Regions from separate parts of the Capsicum annuum genome. Here region 2 is linked to region 1. Evidence: chromatin contacts called from public Hi-C data. All regions are on one chromosome and are shown on one strand. The core of a region is the stretch at or near the end of the contact, and the rest is flanking DNA. Distances in the headings are between cores, read along the strand shown.

Evidence for each region. Hi-C and Micro-C count contacts between places; a contact is called where the count stands out from the background.
Region 2: a contact with region 1 is called in a Hi-C map of pericarp, with 2.1 times the contacts expected there. The contact joins the promoter of LOC107869496 here to the enhancer-like site in region 1. A contact is called at or near these places in 2 of 5 Hi-C or Micro-C datasets (pericarp and placenta).

The regions. Positions count from the first base shown.
Region 1 is chr1:98,010,662-98,018,503 of UCD10Xv1.1, reverse strand. No RefSeq gene overlaps it. Among protein-coding and RNA genes, the nearest start is that of LOC107867401, 11 kb to the right of the region's middle. Within about 2 kb of position 4,788, at least 3 of the 5 cell types and tissues checked have an H3K27ac peak or open chromatin away from gene starts, as enhancers often do. A contact at or near this core is called in pericarp, where this site is marked.
Region 2 is chr1:98,059,982-98,067,823 of UCD10Xv1.1, reverse strand. LOC107869496 reads right to left here and starts at 3,410. Exons shown (of 3, transcript XR_007052182.1): 1 at 3,102-3,410; 2 at 2,829-2,928.

The DNA of each region.
Region 1 (7,842 bases), core at 3,539-6,038:
AGTTTTTTTCATGTGTAAATATAATAGTTGGTAGTATACGTTGTATTACATTCCAACTCTTTACTTTACTTTTGTGTCTTACGTTTTTTGTCAATTCATGTGTGTTCTAGATATGACTAATCTTGTTTGGGACATTGCTATTCTGCGTGATATAGTGCGGGAACTTCTAAGGCAAGTTAATGACCTACAGAAAGAGTTGGTCGCCGTGAGAGCGACGATGTTCAGAAAGATACAGAGGCTGATGAGGGCCCTACTACAGCGAGTTGATTGGCCGACTGTCATTAATGATGATGATGATGAAAATAATAATTAGAATATGTTTTTTCTTTTAGCGTATTATTTTAATTTTTTTTATATCGGATCTATACCTAATGTATTTTATTTTTCATTTAATGAAAAATTTATTTTTAGTCGACTTTGACTTTTTAATTCTTATTCAATTTTCATTCTGTCTATTTCTTCTAAACATACATGTTAACATGTCGATAGTTGGAGGTAAGGAGCAATTTTGAACCTAGTAGCAATAGTAATTTTGGCTTTTGAGTTTTTTCAACAGATAAACCATATGTTCGAATAGATTGATCATCGGTTGGGTTTCTGTCAATAGATTATCTATCTGTTGCGACAGATTTGTCATCTGTTGGAGAAAAGCATTCCATTTTGATAGAACTGTGTTATGTTCTTCCAGCTAATATCCATCTGTTACCACAGATGAGTAATCTGTTGAAAATAATTGTGGTTTGCGGTATTATTTAGTTTATGTTTTGCCTTTTTTTATTGATGCACAAGTTATTAAAAAGATATTTTATATATAATAAATGATAACATTACGTTCACAATAATGAGCTAAATTTATAAAAGTACACAACAAACAACAACGCAAGTTTCTGTAATTACAACGATCATGGTGGATTATGATCCGGGCATATAGTTCTTTTGTGGCCAGCGCGCTTTCATACGGAGCACTTGTTTCTTCTTGATGAAAATGATTTTTTGACTTCATGCCTCCTCTTATATGTCTTTCTTCCTTATTTGATAGTGCCTGGTTCAATATATGGAGGAGGTATTAATCTCTCCAAAAGCTCTGCAGGAACAACCTAAGATTCTTTGGGAGACACCAGAGTAATATGCCTACTATATGTCATTTCATAGTTTTCCATCGAATAATATTGAAAGGAGTGCTCGTAAACTTTAGGTCCATATTTTGGATCATATTAAGCTCGAAGCGCTGCCATAGTATGTGGACGGGGTATTTTATCCAAGTCAAAAATTTTGCACGTACAAGATCTTGTTTGAAGATCGACCGTGGCAACATCACCATGACCGGTTATACTGAATTTATAATCTGCTATTTTATGAGATAATAACCTATTCCCCAAACTAACGTTCGTTGATATTATTTTTTTTATTTCGAGAACAAATCAGATTCTTCTTGGGCCCTTGAACTATACACGTCTTTCGTTAAAAAATTGGTCATACTTCTTGTTTATTTTTTCAAATGGTGCCTTGATGGAAAATCTTTCATCGCCAAATAATGATTCACCGATTCAGCTATGTTTGATGTCATAATTTTGTACCTATACAAAAGAATCACTTAGTACGACATCATACTAAACTTATAACTCAAACAAGACATTAAATTCATAAGAATATACCTATCTATCGAACAGAATACCCAGCTTCATCTCTCAAAATTGACACGTACGAGAAGTTCTGCTACCTTAGGATTCACATATGTTATTTGACTGAAATGGTCTAAAAACTCCTCTCTACTATATGCTTTAGCTGCTCTATAAAAAAGGGTCATGACCCTTTCATTGTGATAGTTGGTCCGAATATTCTCTCTAAGATGTCTGATGCAACAACCAAAGTAAGTTGAAGTGAAGAAAATTGAACCCATCTTTGGAATACTTGGATGTCTATCCGAAAAAAAACACAACTTTTCGGTATCTTCGATGCATCTTCCCAGTTGTTCAAAAATAATCCATAAGAGGCATCACATTCCATGTCCACTACACAAAAAGCAATAGGAAAGATGTGATTCTCCGCATCCTGCGCCACCACCGCTAGCAGAACTCCATTATACCTACTTCTCAAGAAGGTACCATTGACGGCTATGCCTTTTCTCAAATGTTGAAAACCTTGAATCCAAGCACCATAAGATACAAAAAAGTACTTGAACCTTCCATTTTCATCAACATGCTATGCCGTTTTACTTCTGAGATTTATGGACTCAATCATATAACAGTAGGCATCTAGGAATGTATACCCATGCTCATGTGTCCCCCTAAATAAGTCTTTGGCAATCCCTATGGTCGTATATATCTTTCAATAGCTGAATAGTACACCCAATTTTGTAAGGAGTTGATTGGCCATAACCCTTCTAGAAGGGCCTTTGAAACAACTCTTGAAATATTCATCGGGGACCTTTGATGTGGCATAAGGATTTTGGCTTGAGATGTGCTCCGAATCATATGTGTGATCCTTTTCATGTTTATGACTAGTGAATCTATCAGAACTTATATTCTTCACCTCTCTCAACCACCACTTGCAGTTTGGATTAGCATATTTGTAGCTAAAGACACTGCTCAAATTAATCACCTTCTTTATTCTGAAATCTTTTTTCAAGCAAGAAATAAACAAAGTGATAGATTGTTCATTCTTGTCCTTGAATGACATCCCTTTGAAAAAGTTAGTACCGTCATCTTGAAGATTGCCAGGCTGTGTCGATCGAGAAGAACTGCCCACCGTATTGATCGCATCAACGGGCGTAGGTGTTTGATCATCATCTGAAATATTCATGTCTAGATCATCCAACCTATTATCAAAGATGTCTTATTTTTATTCTTCTTCTATGTTCTGGTTCTCATCCTCTCTCGTCTTTTCAACCACATACACCCTTAACACCGGTTTGGATAAATCACTAAGATAAGCATGCAACCAAACCTGATCGATTATCTTGAAAGGCAGTACCCTCTGAGTTTCAAAGGAGCTATGCATGTAGCTGATGATGAGTTCTTCTGGTTGATAATTCAGTCCACAGTAGCTGATGATTAAGTTCATAAAATCATCATACGAAATATCACTTTGGACTGTCATAGCTATCATCTCTAGCATTTCACCCTCCTTCCAATACCATACATATCGATTGCTCTTCTCGATTCATTAACCATGACAATCCACCCTTATTGTTATTGATCCCTCAATTAATGGTACCTAAATAAAGTCATTTGTTAAAAAAAGTTAATAGTGATTTCATAGTGTCTTAAATGAATCTCAACAAATGTATAATCAGTCGCAATAGATTACTTACCTGTTGGGATTCATGTTACGCTCCTGAAGTTGATTTTAATAGACGAGCCATCTATTATAACCGGTGAATCATATGTTGCAACAGATATATATCTGTTGCAACAGATGAAACGCCTATTAGGATAGATGTTATAGTACTGAGGCACCTTTGAAGCTAATTTCAATAAATGAGTGACATGTTGCAACAAATAATTAACATGTTGCCACATATGACTTACCTGTTGCAACAGACGGCGATCTATTAGAATCGAGGTCAGGTTCTATCTCAACAGGTTACTAATATATTATAATAGATATTTACTGTCTGTTGAAATCGAGTTCAGGTTCTATTGCAATAGGTTAATAATATGTTACAACAGATACCTTATTGCAACAGACAATACATCTGTTGGAATCAAGTTCAGGTTCTGTTGCAACAGGTTACTAATCTGTTGCAACAGATATTTATCATGTTGCACCAGACAACTAATCTGTTGTAACAAATGGGTCATCTGTTGCAACAGATTACCCATCTACTCGATTCATGTTACGGTACCATATAATAATAAACATGAATCCAACATATGAGTCTTCCGTTGAAACATATTATTTAAACAGATGGCTCTTATGCTGCATTCATATTCGCATGCTATTTATTATTGAAAAAAGGCACAATAGCAGTTACCCAGATGACAAATTCAACTAAAAATCATAATTTGACTTACCAAAAGTCTCCTATGAAGTAATGCCAAAGTAGAAAGTGATGTACAAAATAAAATTTGACCTAAGAAATCGGTCAAATAGCAACAGTAGCGGTAACAACAACAACAATAACAAAAATGGTCAACAAGAAGAAGATGAAGATGATAATGAAGTAGAAGATGATGATAATGAAGCAGAAGATGATGGATAAAGCAGCAGCAACAATAATCGTGAAGAGAGAGAAAACAACAACGGGTGAGAAGAGAGAGAAATGCGCTTTTTTTCCTTCGTTTTCCGTTATATTAGGTAAATATTTGGATCAAAGTGTAAATTAAAAAACTTGTGGGTTATTTTCAAAGTTTTTCAACTTTCTTAATCCATAATAAAGTAATTGTCACCTCCACTCAATTATTAAGACATGTGTCACTTATACCTTATTTTAAAACTTTTTTGTCACTTACAACCCAAACCCCTAGGAAAGTTCATAAATTTTCATTCTTTAAGTAGTTGTCATGACTAGTTTTTTGATGTTATAATCTATGCATTTTTCTTTATTTATGTTGTTATTATCTAATGATAATGGAAATAACAACAACATATCTATGGTAATCTGGAGTTTTTGGGAAAGTGAATTATATGTTGTTTTACCTCTACTTGAAATTTTAATTCAGATAGACTTTCAAGTAAAACAATGCTTGAAAAATAAACAGTTTTAATTATTTTTGGATTCGTCAGTCGCGTTGACTGTCAATTACTACTTGGGAGTACAGGATCTGTCACTTATTTAGAGCAGGGATTTGTGGTAAGTGAATCATGCCTGGGGCCATATTGACTCTATGCATAATAAATACTCTCATCGTTTCAAATTATCTGTCTCAAATTTTCTAATTTGATTTCTCATTTTACTTATTTTTTTTTATTAATCAAGAAGAAATTAAAAAAAATCATGTTTTACCCTTTGCATTAATTATTTTTTGTTCAAATTGAAATGTAAACATCATTTAATATGGGTATTATGGTAAACTAAACATGTTATTAATTATTTTTCTTAATCAATGTGTCATCTCAAGTTGGGATGGATAATTTGAGACGGAGGGAGTACTATTTTCTCCGTCTCAGTTTATGTGTCACCATTTCCTTTTTAGTCCATCCCAAAAAAGTATCATTTTTTCTTATTTAGTATAACTATTTAATGACAACATTCTCATTTTATCCTTATTAAATCTCATTTAATAAGAAAAGACAACTAAAAAACAAATTTAAGAAGGGCAATTTTACAAACTTTACAAAGTCATCACTCATTTTTTAAATTTCGTGTTCAATCAAAAGTCGACACAATAAAATGGAACGGAGAAAATAATAATAACAGCTATGATTTTCTCATGCTGTTGAGATACCGATCTAGTTTTTAAACCTCACAATCACAACACTAAAAGATGTTTGAAAATCCTTCTGCTTGAAGCTCAACTTCAGATATTTCCATTAATTTAATGTTGAGACTCTTAATCTAATGGCAAGAGAAAACGCAAATTGCAAAGGTAGTGTATAGTGTCAAGTTTCACCATAAGTTCGAACTTGCTGCGCCATATGCCAGTTAATTGTGATTACCACACAAGTATTTCCTCCGTTTTAAATTGTGTTTGATTTTAACTTGACATAAAATTAAAAAAAAGTAAAAAAAAAAAAAAATTTGAATCTTAATATCTTAAAATAAAGATTTAGAGCCCGTTTGGATAAGCTAAAAAAAAGTAGTTTTTAAAAAATTATTTAAAAGTGCTTTTGAAAGTGCTGAAACTTATTGTAAAAATAAACAGTTACGTATTTGGATAAAAGTGCTGAAACTGAAAAAAAATTATTGATGTGTTTGATAAACAACTGTTGTTAAACATTCTTTTTAGTCAAAATATCTTAAATACCCTTAAAGCTGTTAACAATATGTAGAGTTGATTACTATTAATTTTTATTTCTAAAATGATTTAAATTAAAATTAATATATATATTTTTAATTCATTTTTAATTTTATATATATATATATATATATATATATATATAGAGAGAGAGAGAGAGAGAGATATTGTTAATATAATATTAGAATTTAGTGTTTATATATCTATTAATTTTTATTTTAAAGACAAATTTTATGCAGCCTTAGTTGTTTTCCCCCACTTTTGATAACACTGTACATAGTGATGCAATTTCATAATTAATGACTGGGAGACATTTATTTTCATGAATGACTATTAAATTTGTGCGCTAAAATTTTTTTTCCTTGGTTAAAAGAGTTTAAATCATCAAACAAAATATATGTGTTACTAATCATTATAATTATATTAATAGATAAATAGTTAATCACAAATGATATTATTTGTTTGCTAAAATGACTCTTAATTGAAAATATATTACTCGTTGATTGAGTAATGACTATATCATTATTAAAATATTGTCGAATACAAACGTTGTGTCGTCAAATATACATGAATCATTCACTAATTGTTCATGAAGTTGTATAACTTCAATGAGTGTTCTCCCTATATCTTGGTTGGTGAGTTTTATTTCTTAGAGAAATTCATATGTTGTACAATAATAATTGTCCAAATTTAAAAGAATATATTAAAGAAGGAAAATAATACATAAAAATTATATTTCATAAATTAAAAGTTTCATACAAAAGAGGTACTTACTAATATGGCTAGAGTTAAGTTCGTCATAAATACAAAAAGTAGAAATGTTTAATTAATACATGCATTAATCGATTATAAACTAAAAAAATCAAATGGACTACAAGAGGGTAATTTTGAAATAAATGAAAATTATAAGGGATACAAAAATAGTTACTTGGTCATCTTTCAATAGATTATAAGCTAAAAAAAATAAGTAGGTAATGACCAACTTCTAGTTTTTGACTTATAAAAAGTCAATTGATTTTTTTTAATTAATTTTTTAAATTGCCAAATACTCCTAAAATTCAAAAATAATTTTTAAGCTATTTTGATCAAATTATAATTTAATCCAGACACCCTCGTAACAGATGTACCAAAATATCCTTCAAACATTTAAAATCCAATAAATTATATAGTATTAATACATATATTACTAATATATGTACTAATACAGAAGGGAGCAGAGCAAGTACGCTGATGACAATATTTGAATAAAAAAATTATGTATAAATAACATAAATATCAACTCTTTTGAAAGTAATTACATTCTCTCCCACTTTTTTAATTACTTTACTCTCTCTCCCTATTAATATACACAACATAGCCGACATATACATAACATTCTGTATATATGTTGGGATTTTTTGTAATATATTTAGTGAGTTGAAAGTTTTTGTAATATTAGAAACATAAGTTGTGTATTTATGTAATTTTTAGAAAAAGGAAAGCCTCTTTCTCTACTCTCCAAATATACAGTAGGGAAAAACTCTAAAGAGATATGAGATTAGGAGGCCCATTCTATACCACTAAATTAATAAAGAAAAAATTACATAAACTAACAATCCTAAGACATTAATTACAATTAATAGCAATAGTTTCTCAAAATTACAACTAATAACAAAATATAGCAATATTTTATCTTTGTTAGAGAAAAGTGTGTGCATTGAACTCCTTTTTTTACCCATTCATTTTTCAAGCTACTTTACCAAATCCAATTCCCAACAATCTGCAATTTTTATTTTTTTTCAAAAATTATTTTTATCTCTCAAGATATTGATAAACATTGCATCCTTCAATTAAGGTAAGTTTATTTTAAAGTTAATGCAAGCTACATTTTTCATATAAATTTCTTTATGTATTTTATCGTCGAACTATTTTTTCAAATTTTTCATTCTTCTTCACCGATTTA
Region 2 (7,842 bases), core at 2,161-4,660, 51 kb before region 1:
TATATTATTGGAGTATTACACTAAGGGCGAGTAAATGGTTCATCTTATGTTGCATCTAAATTCTTTTTGGGAATGAGTGATATTCTATTCTTACACCCAATCTTGTATTAAATTGCATGTTGATGAGTGATATTGGTATGACTCTATTATTGTAAGAGAGTATGTTTAATGATAGATGGGTGATTTATATGATTCCTTGGTTAAGTAATGTGCATGATTTTGCTAATTTTGTAAGAGTCAATTCTTGATGTTAAGAGGTTTTGAATGGTCAGACATGTGTTCAAAGTTACAAAGTGACATTCTTATAGTAAAGCCTGTTATTCATATTAGTCGTTGTCGGGATTGGCTTGTGTATTTTGTTTCAACTAGTGATGCTAGATACTTTCTTGTTGAACCTAAGTGTAAAGAGTTATTCGAGGACGAACAAGGCTTTAAGTGTGGGGTTGTGATATTGGGCGTATTTATACACCTGTGTCATATTTTACCCATATCTTAGCCTAGTTTTGAGAATAAATGCATATATTTGCTTTTACCTTATGACATATTGATGTAGACGAACTAAAATATGATTAACATTTTTCAGGATAAATACGATTGGAAGGAAATAAAAACGATAGGAGAAGCATGCATGAGTACGATATGAAATACGAGGGCTATCTTGTAGCTAAATAAAGCACTAAGCCACGCAGCTAGGCTCCTTGGAGGTAGGTAGGCCCGCGTCGCGCAGCTCATGTTTGTGCATTGGATGGCATATCACGGAGATTTGAGGGTAGATGGAATTCGTTAAATTTTAGCCAAGTCCTAATAGGCTTGGGTTCAAAAGGGTCCACCTCTATAAATACCCTAAGGACGACTTGCATTCATTAGTTTACAATTTTTTGAGAGAAAAATATAGAGCATAAGGGTTCTTTATTTTGTAACTCAACTACTTCGTATTTTGGTATGATTTAACATTGATTCTTGTGTTTTTCCTCAAACTATGAGTAGTTAATACCCTTGTTCTGGGGTTACGGATAGAACATGATTGTTTAGTATTTTATTTAAATCCATGAAGTTTGCTTATCATTCAATTGTGCTTATGTTCTTAAGCTTACTATTTGTGTCTGGCCAACATTAGAATAAATGGGTAATTCTTGTATGAACTGACCATGGGATTGTAAAGATAGGACGAAGAGTGTGAGAAATAAGATCATCTCTTACTAAAGTTAGGGTTGATTTGTAACTGAAATAACGATATGCCTAGTTTGCCTTAATTGATTATTAATGAGATAAAAGTTTTAAAGCATTTGAATTAGAAATTCACATTCCCGCTCAACGATGTAGTTGTGAGAATAGTTCAAATAGGTGATTTAAAGGATGAGCATTTATGAATCCTACACTTAACCCCAAACCCGCAATTTGAGAAATAAATTTCATTGAAATGGATAAATATTATATATGATTGTGGTAATTGTTGTAGCCCTAAAATTTCTCTCAATATTGTTTACAACCTTAGTCAAAATCGTGAGTGTCATATTTTATTCTTTTTGCACACTATTAGAAAGATATAATTTCCTCTTGATAAATCACATCACTTGTCTGAAATATTATTGAAAATTGAATCAAGTAAATTGCTAAGAGAATTGTCCTTGTGGGTTCAATATTCGATTCTAAAGTCACTATATTAGTTGCTAGATCACGTATAGTTGCATAGATAGACCACAACAGGTGTCTAAAAGTAATTAACAGAACATAACATGTCGGTGTTAATGCTATGTGACAGGTCATTATCAAACAGATCCGACAAGCAGCCTTATAACATGAGAAAGTGAAGCAAGTAGCAACTAATGCCCTTTCCCAGCAGCCCCAATTCTTTATTATATAGCCATGTTTATGCAATAATTATTACAGACCTATCAATGAACAAAAATACTACAAAATGGAATCTCAAAATAAAAGGCCTTTGGCAAAAGAACCCGTTTAGCTTTTCATATCCCAGGCAACTCTTCAAAAATTTCAACCGAGGTTCAGGTTCTTGTAAAACATAAAGAGACATATCAAATTAAACAAGAAGAGCACGATATGATAAAATTATAAGGGAGGAGAACTTGCATATACTCGGAGTGATTCACAACAAACAAATTCAGGAAAGTAAGGTTCAAGTTTAGACTGACACCCTACAAGCATGTTTTTCTGTTTATTCACAAATGATAAACACATACAAAGCACCAAGACATACCTTAACGCTTTCCATAGAATGCTTAAGGTATTCGAGCTTTCCAACTGCTTAACTAATGCAAGATTTGAAGTTATAAAGAACTTACAGACAGAAACTAAATGCATCATTAAGAGAACGAACTAGTTAGCAGCAAAAAAGCAGTGAGACTTTAGTAAATGGAGCAGAGACCAATGAAGAGAATGTGTGTCACGGGCAAAACCAGAACAAAAGACTTCAGAGAGAGTAATGCTTATAAAGAGTTTTAAGAGTATATTTAAGTGGGAGGAAAAGTCTCCAAAAAATATTGAACAGAGGTCTGTTTTATATAACCAATGAATAGTAACAAATCATAGAATATAGCCAATGAATAGTAACAAATCATGGAATTAGTGAGGGAGAAAATATTCAGGGAATCTAGAAGATAGAATATGTGATTTTACAGCAATCTAGAAGATACAACACACAAAGGGATAGTTGTGCATGTTTTAAACAATGGCAGCAACAATAAATAATCAGTGAGATCTAAGAAGATGCAGGTGTATGTTACAAGTCCTATAATTGAAGGTAAATTAATATGAAGCTCCAGTACTATTCAGACTAAAGAAACTTCAATAGATTTGAATAGCCGCACCTGTGAGAATATTCGGGTGTACCTCCGATAACAAATCAAGTCTGATATAGCTAGGCTTCGCATTGACACAATCAAAATATTTTGGTACTATAGCATACACCTGCAAAACGACAAGAAAATGTTATCTCTGTTTAAGGTGTCTGAACCCTCTTTTATCTTTAGATTAGATGGTGGTATTAACCTCAAGTGAGGTTCAATCCATCAATTTTGAGGTAAATATGAGTTAGTACACATTAGAGATACAAGAAACAAGGGATGTAACGGCATTCTGACCTGTAGGGAAGATGTACATTTGCAAATGGAGTATGAAGCTGATCGGGAGCTAAAGTTTGAATGAATTTTCATCAATTAAGCAGCAGCACAATGGATCGGCTTTTGGGAAGAAAGAAATCCTCAATAGAGGTCTTGGACTGAGCTCAGCCATGGAAATGGTGGAGTGAAGTCGAGCTTTGGTTGAGTTTCTTTCCAGAGACTTAGGAGTCTCTGCACTTACCCTTTTTAGCATTAGATTTTTTTGCCTTTTACTTTTATTTGTCTTTAACTTTTTTTATCTGATTTTGTTTGGACCAGGTCACTTTTGGACCTGGCTTTGTAAAGACTGTTTATTTTTGTTCTTTATAATAGGCCTCTTGGCCTGGTTTCAACTTTTAAAAAATTAGGGAATCAATCAAAGAGATTTATTTTCCTTAAAACAATAGAGTGAATCAATTAGGCCTAAGGCTGGTCAAGTTTATCATAAATGAATAAAGAAAATATGTCCAAATCGAATAAGGGTAGGAGAATAAGTAAAGAGATCATGAGTTTATCAAAAATAGACGAGGAATAACGCTATCATATAATTTCAAATCAAGGCATGTAATCTATTAACTACCATGATTCCATAATCTGTAAATTAATCAAAATATATCATAATCGGTCAAGTACCACAGCGAGGTCAATTAAAGAAGTGGAGACATACTAGAAATAGCTAGAAAGCAATTCCAAAATGACCAAAGTTTTACTAAGGACGGACAAGTCTAAATGACCTTTCACAAAATTTGAATTAATACACCATAGAAGAATCTACAAATAGCCAATTTTATCACACCAAGACTGTCATGAATCAAATTGAGCAAAGAGAAGTAGCAAGATTGTAATTTCATCCTAAAAAGTAAAACCTTAACATTAATAGCATCAATTCAACAACAATTTCAATTAATGACCAAGGGAACAAGAGTTTCAAAATAGAATAAAATTAGTACCAAATATGGAGAATTAAGGTCAATAAAAGTTGGTAGAATTTGGGACTTTTAAACATATGTCAATCCAAATGAACAAACAATCATTAATCGCTAAGAATTAAATGAAAATTCTCAAGCGAAATGCACAAATTTCAAATTTTACAAATCAATTCGAAGAAAGAAAAGATGAATTCAGGTAACAAAGGTGCCAATCGAGCCTAACGAAGATAAATGAAATCATACCGAGAAGGATTCATAAGAAATCGTCTCAAAATTGGAACTTCAACAATTAACGGGGAAGAAACCTATTAAAATGTATTAGATGTTGATCATATTTGAGTTAGTTCTTCAGCTCAAGTTAGCTCATTTTTACTGTTTCTTTGTTTTTTACTATTTCATTGAGAATAAGTTAGTTAGCCTAGTTAGTTAGTGAAGTTAGTGAAGGCATCAAGTTAGTGGTTGCTGATTAGATTAGTTGTTCAAGTTGTTAGAGTTAGTTAGGAATGTTTAGAAGCTCATGTGACATACATGTGAGCATATAAATAGCAACCATTCACTCCTCATTGTATGATCTTAGCACTTGAATAACAATCTCTTAGCTCTTTCCTTTCTTTTCTTCTCTGCCTCAATGGCTTCCGTGTGTGTGTGTGAGTATTGTAATGCATCAGTTTAACATGGTATCAAAGCAACGATCCATGGAGGTTTAGAGAAAGTATCATTACTCCATTTTATTTTGGATTCTATGCTAGTATCAGTAGGGAGAAAGTAGATCTCTATTTTTTTGTAAGCTGAAGTTAGAATTCTGAGTGTTTTCTGAATAATAAAGTAATGGCACCTAAGATCGATCCTACAAATCCTTTGTTTCTGGGAGCATCGGATATTGCTGGTGCTCCATTGATTCTAATGAAGTTGATTGGGTCAAAAAATTATGGAATCTAGAGTAGATCCATGAAAATTACATTACTAGGCAAACGAAAATATGGTTTTGTGACTGGAATGTGTATAGAGAAGATTACATGAGCAATGGGAGATATGTCATGCAATTGTGTTGTCTTGGTTGATGAGTTCCGTAAGTGCTGAGTTGCTAAGTGGTATTGTGTATGCTACAAGTGCATTTGAAGTATGGGAAGATATCAAGGAAAGGTTTGACAAGGTTAACAGAATGAGATTGTATCAATTACACAGAGAAAGCAACAATCCCATTCTTTGTGATGTGTAAGGGCAGCTACTTTGATGTAATACACCCAAGGATTGAAACAACTCTTTACATTGTGAGCTTATAAATTCTGTTCCATTATCTGATCTGAAAACTTTTATTTGAGCACCAAATTGATTCCTTATCATATTCAAGAAATTCTTAATAGCCATAATACATTAAGATTTCAACTGTAACAAGTGAATCCAAGTGTATCTACTATGATCATCTACTACAGTCAGAAAGTAACGCTTCTTATCAAAAGTAAGTACTTTGTAAGGCCCCCAAAGATCCATATGTACTACATCAAAAGGCTTCACAGCTCTAGAATCACAAACAGGAAATGGTAGTCTAGTTTATTTAGCTAGTGGACAGACATGACACTTATTTAGGACCTCTAAGTCTGTCGTGTGTCTTAGTAGACTAAGTTACTGTAAAAACTGAGAAGAAGGGTTCCCAAGCCTCTTATGCCATAAGTTGCAGTCCTGCATATCTACTTCAGCAATAGCAACCTTTGAGAATTTCTTCCATGTGCTTCATTCAATCTACCGACCTTCTATAATCCCCTTTTTTCCTTACCAATCCCCTTCACCTTGCCAGTGCGAAGGTCCTGAAATACACAGAAATCAGGGTAGAATGACACAAAGCATGAAAGTTGCTTGGTCATTTTTTACACTGACAATAGATTGAGTTTAAAGTCAGGGACAAATAACACATCTCTAACAGTTTCATCATTTAGGATTTGTGTCTCTCTAATGTGTGAAATGTCTACCTTGGCTCCAGTAGGAAGATTCGCCATTTCTTTTTCTGTATTAACTAACTTATGACACTGTGAGAATATATTTTTATGTGCAGCAACATGATGTGTTGCACCAAAATCTATTATCCATTCATGTGGAACAACATGTATTGATAAACAAGTAACTATACCTGACATGTTGACCTGTTTTGAATCATATGCATCTTTATTCAGTAATGCCATGATTTGTCTGTACTCTTCATCTGAGAGACCTTGTTCTTTGGCTACCACTGCATTATTGATGTCCTTGCTCCCTTGACCATTAGATGAACCTGCTACATTTGTGCAACTTGTGTCCACTCTTGACTGGTTCCCAGTAAAGTTATGAGCTAAAAACTGATTGTTAGATTGACTTGTGGCCTAGTATCCATTTCCACTGGGCCTTGACTGATATGATCCCCTTGGATTGCTATTGTAATTTCCTTTCTTCTTATACTTCCAATCTTTAGGATATCCTATCAACTTACCTCCAATGGATGAAGAGGGTAACCTGTTCATAAGATAAACTGCAGCCTTAACATTCAATCCCCAAAACTTGATAGGCATTTGAGATTGAAACCTGATAGCTCTAGCAATATTCAGTATTTGTCTGTGCTTCCTTTCAACAATCTCATTTTCCATGAGAGAACAAAGCACACTGAAGTTGACTGTCACTTCGTTAGAGACAAAATCAAGGAAGGATTGGTTCAGCCTGTGTGTATGTTCCAACCAATCATCAAGTTGTTGACATCCTTACCAAGAGTTTGAGTCAAGATCAACACCTACATCTAATGAGCAAGCTTGGTGTGCTAAATATTTTGCACCCTTCAACTTGAGGGAAAGTGTTAAAATGGATTAGATATTGATCACATTTGAGTTAGTTCTTCAACTCAAGTTAGCTCATTGTTACTGTTTCTTTGTTTTTTATTGTTTCATTGAGAATAAGTTAGTTAGCCGAGTTAGTTAGTGAAGTTAGTTGAGGCATCAAGTTAGTGTTTGCTGATTAGATTAGTTGTTCAAATTGTTAGAGTTAGTTAGGAATGTTCTAGAAGCTCATGTGATATTTGTGAGCCTATAAATAGCAACCATGCACTCCTCATTGTATGATCTTAGCACTTAAATTAGGATCTCTTAGCTCTTTCCTTTATTTTCTTCTCTGCCTCAATGGTTTCCCTGTATGTGTGAGCATTGTAATCCATCAGTTTAACAAAACCAAAACGAGTGATTTCTCAACACTTTGATATTTGATATTCAAACTTGGGGATTCAATAATGTTTCATGCATGGCTCTCCCTTCATCGAGGCTTCTTGGAGTTCACTGAATAAAAGGAACCCTTAGGGGTTTTTGGCTAAAAATGAATTGGAGAGATGAGGAGAGGGAAGCATAGAGAAAAAAATGAGAATACGACAGCCGACCTGGTGGTGGTTCGCGGTGGTCTGCTGGCTGGCGGCGTCTGGCGGGAAAGAGCGAAGAGAAAGGAAGAGAAGATATAGAGAACGAGAGATGGGAAAGGGAACGAGGGTCGGTAAGTGAGGATTTTGGTCGGAGTTTCGGTGGTGTTTTGCCGGTGAAGTAGTAAAGATGGCGATGGTGCGATGGCAGTTCGACAAAAATAATGGACAAAGATAGTGGCAGCTAGAGTATGGAGGAAAACATGTTTTCTGTTTTAGGATTTTGGGGTTTAGTAAATTAAAAAAAAAAAAAAAAGGGTGTTTAAAATGTTCCATCTGATTATAGATTGAAGGTTGTGATTAAACAGTGGACTTGGTCGGGTCACTTAGTCAAAATTAGGTCATTGAGTTGGGTTTATTTGAAACTGAA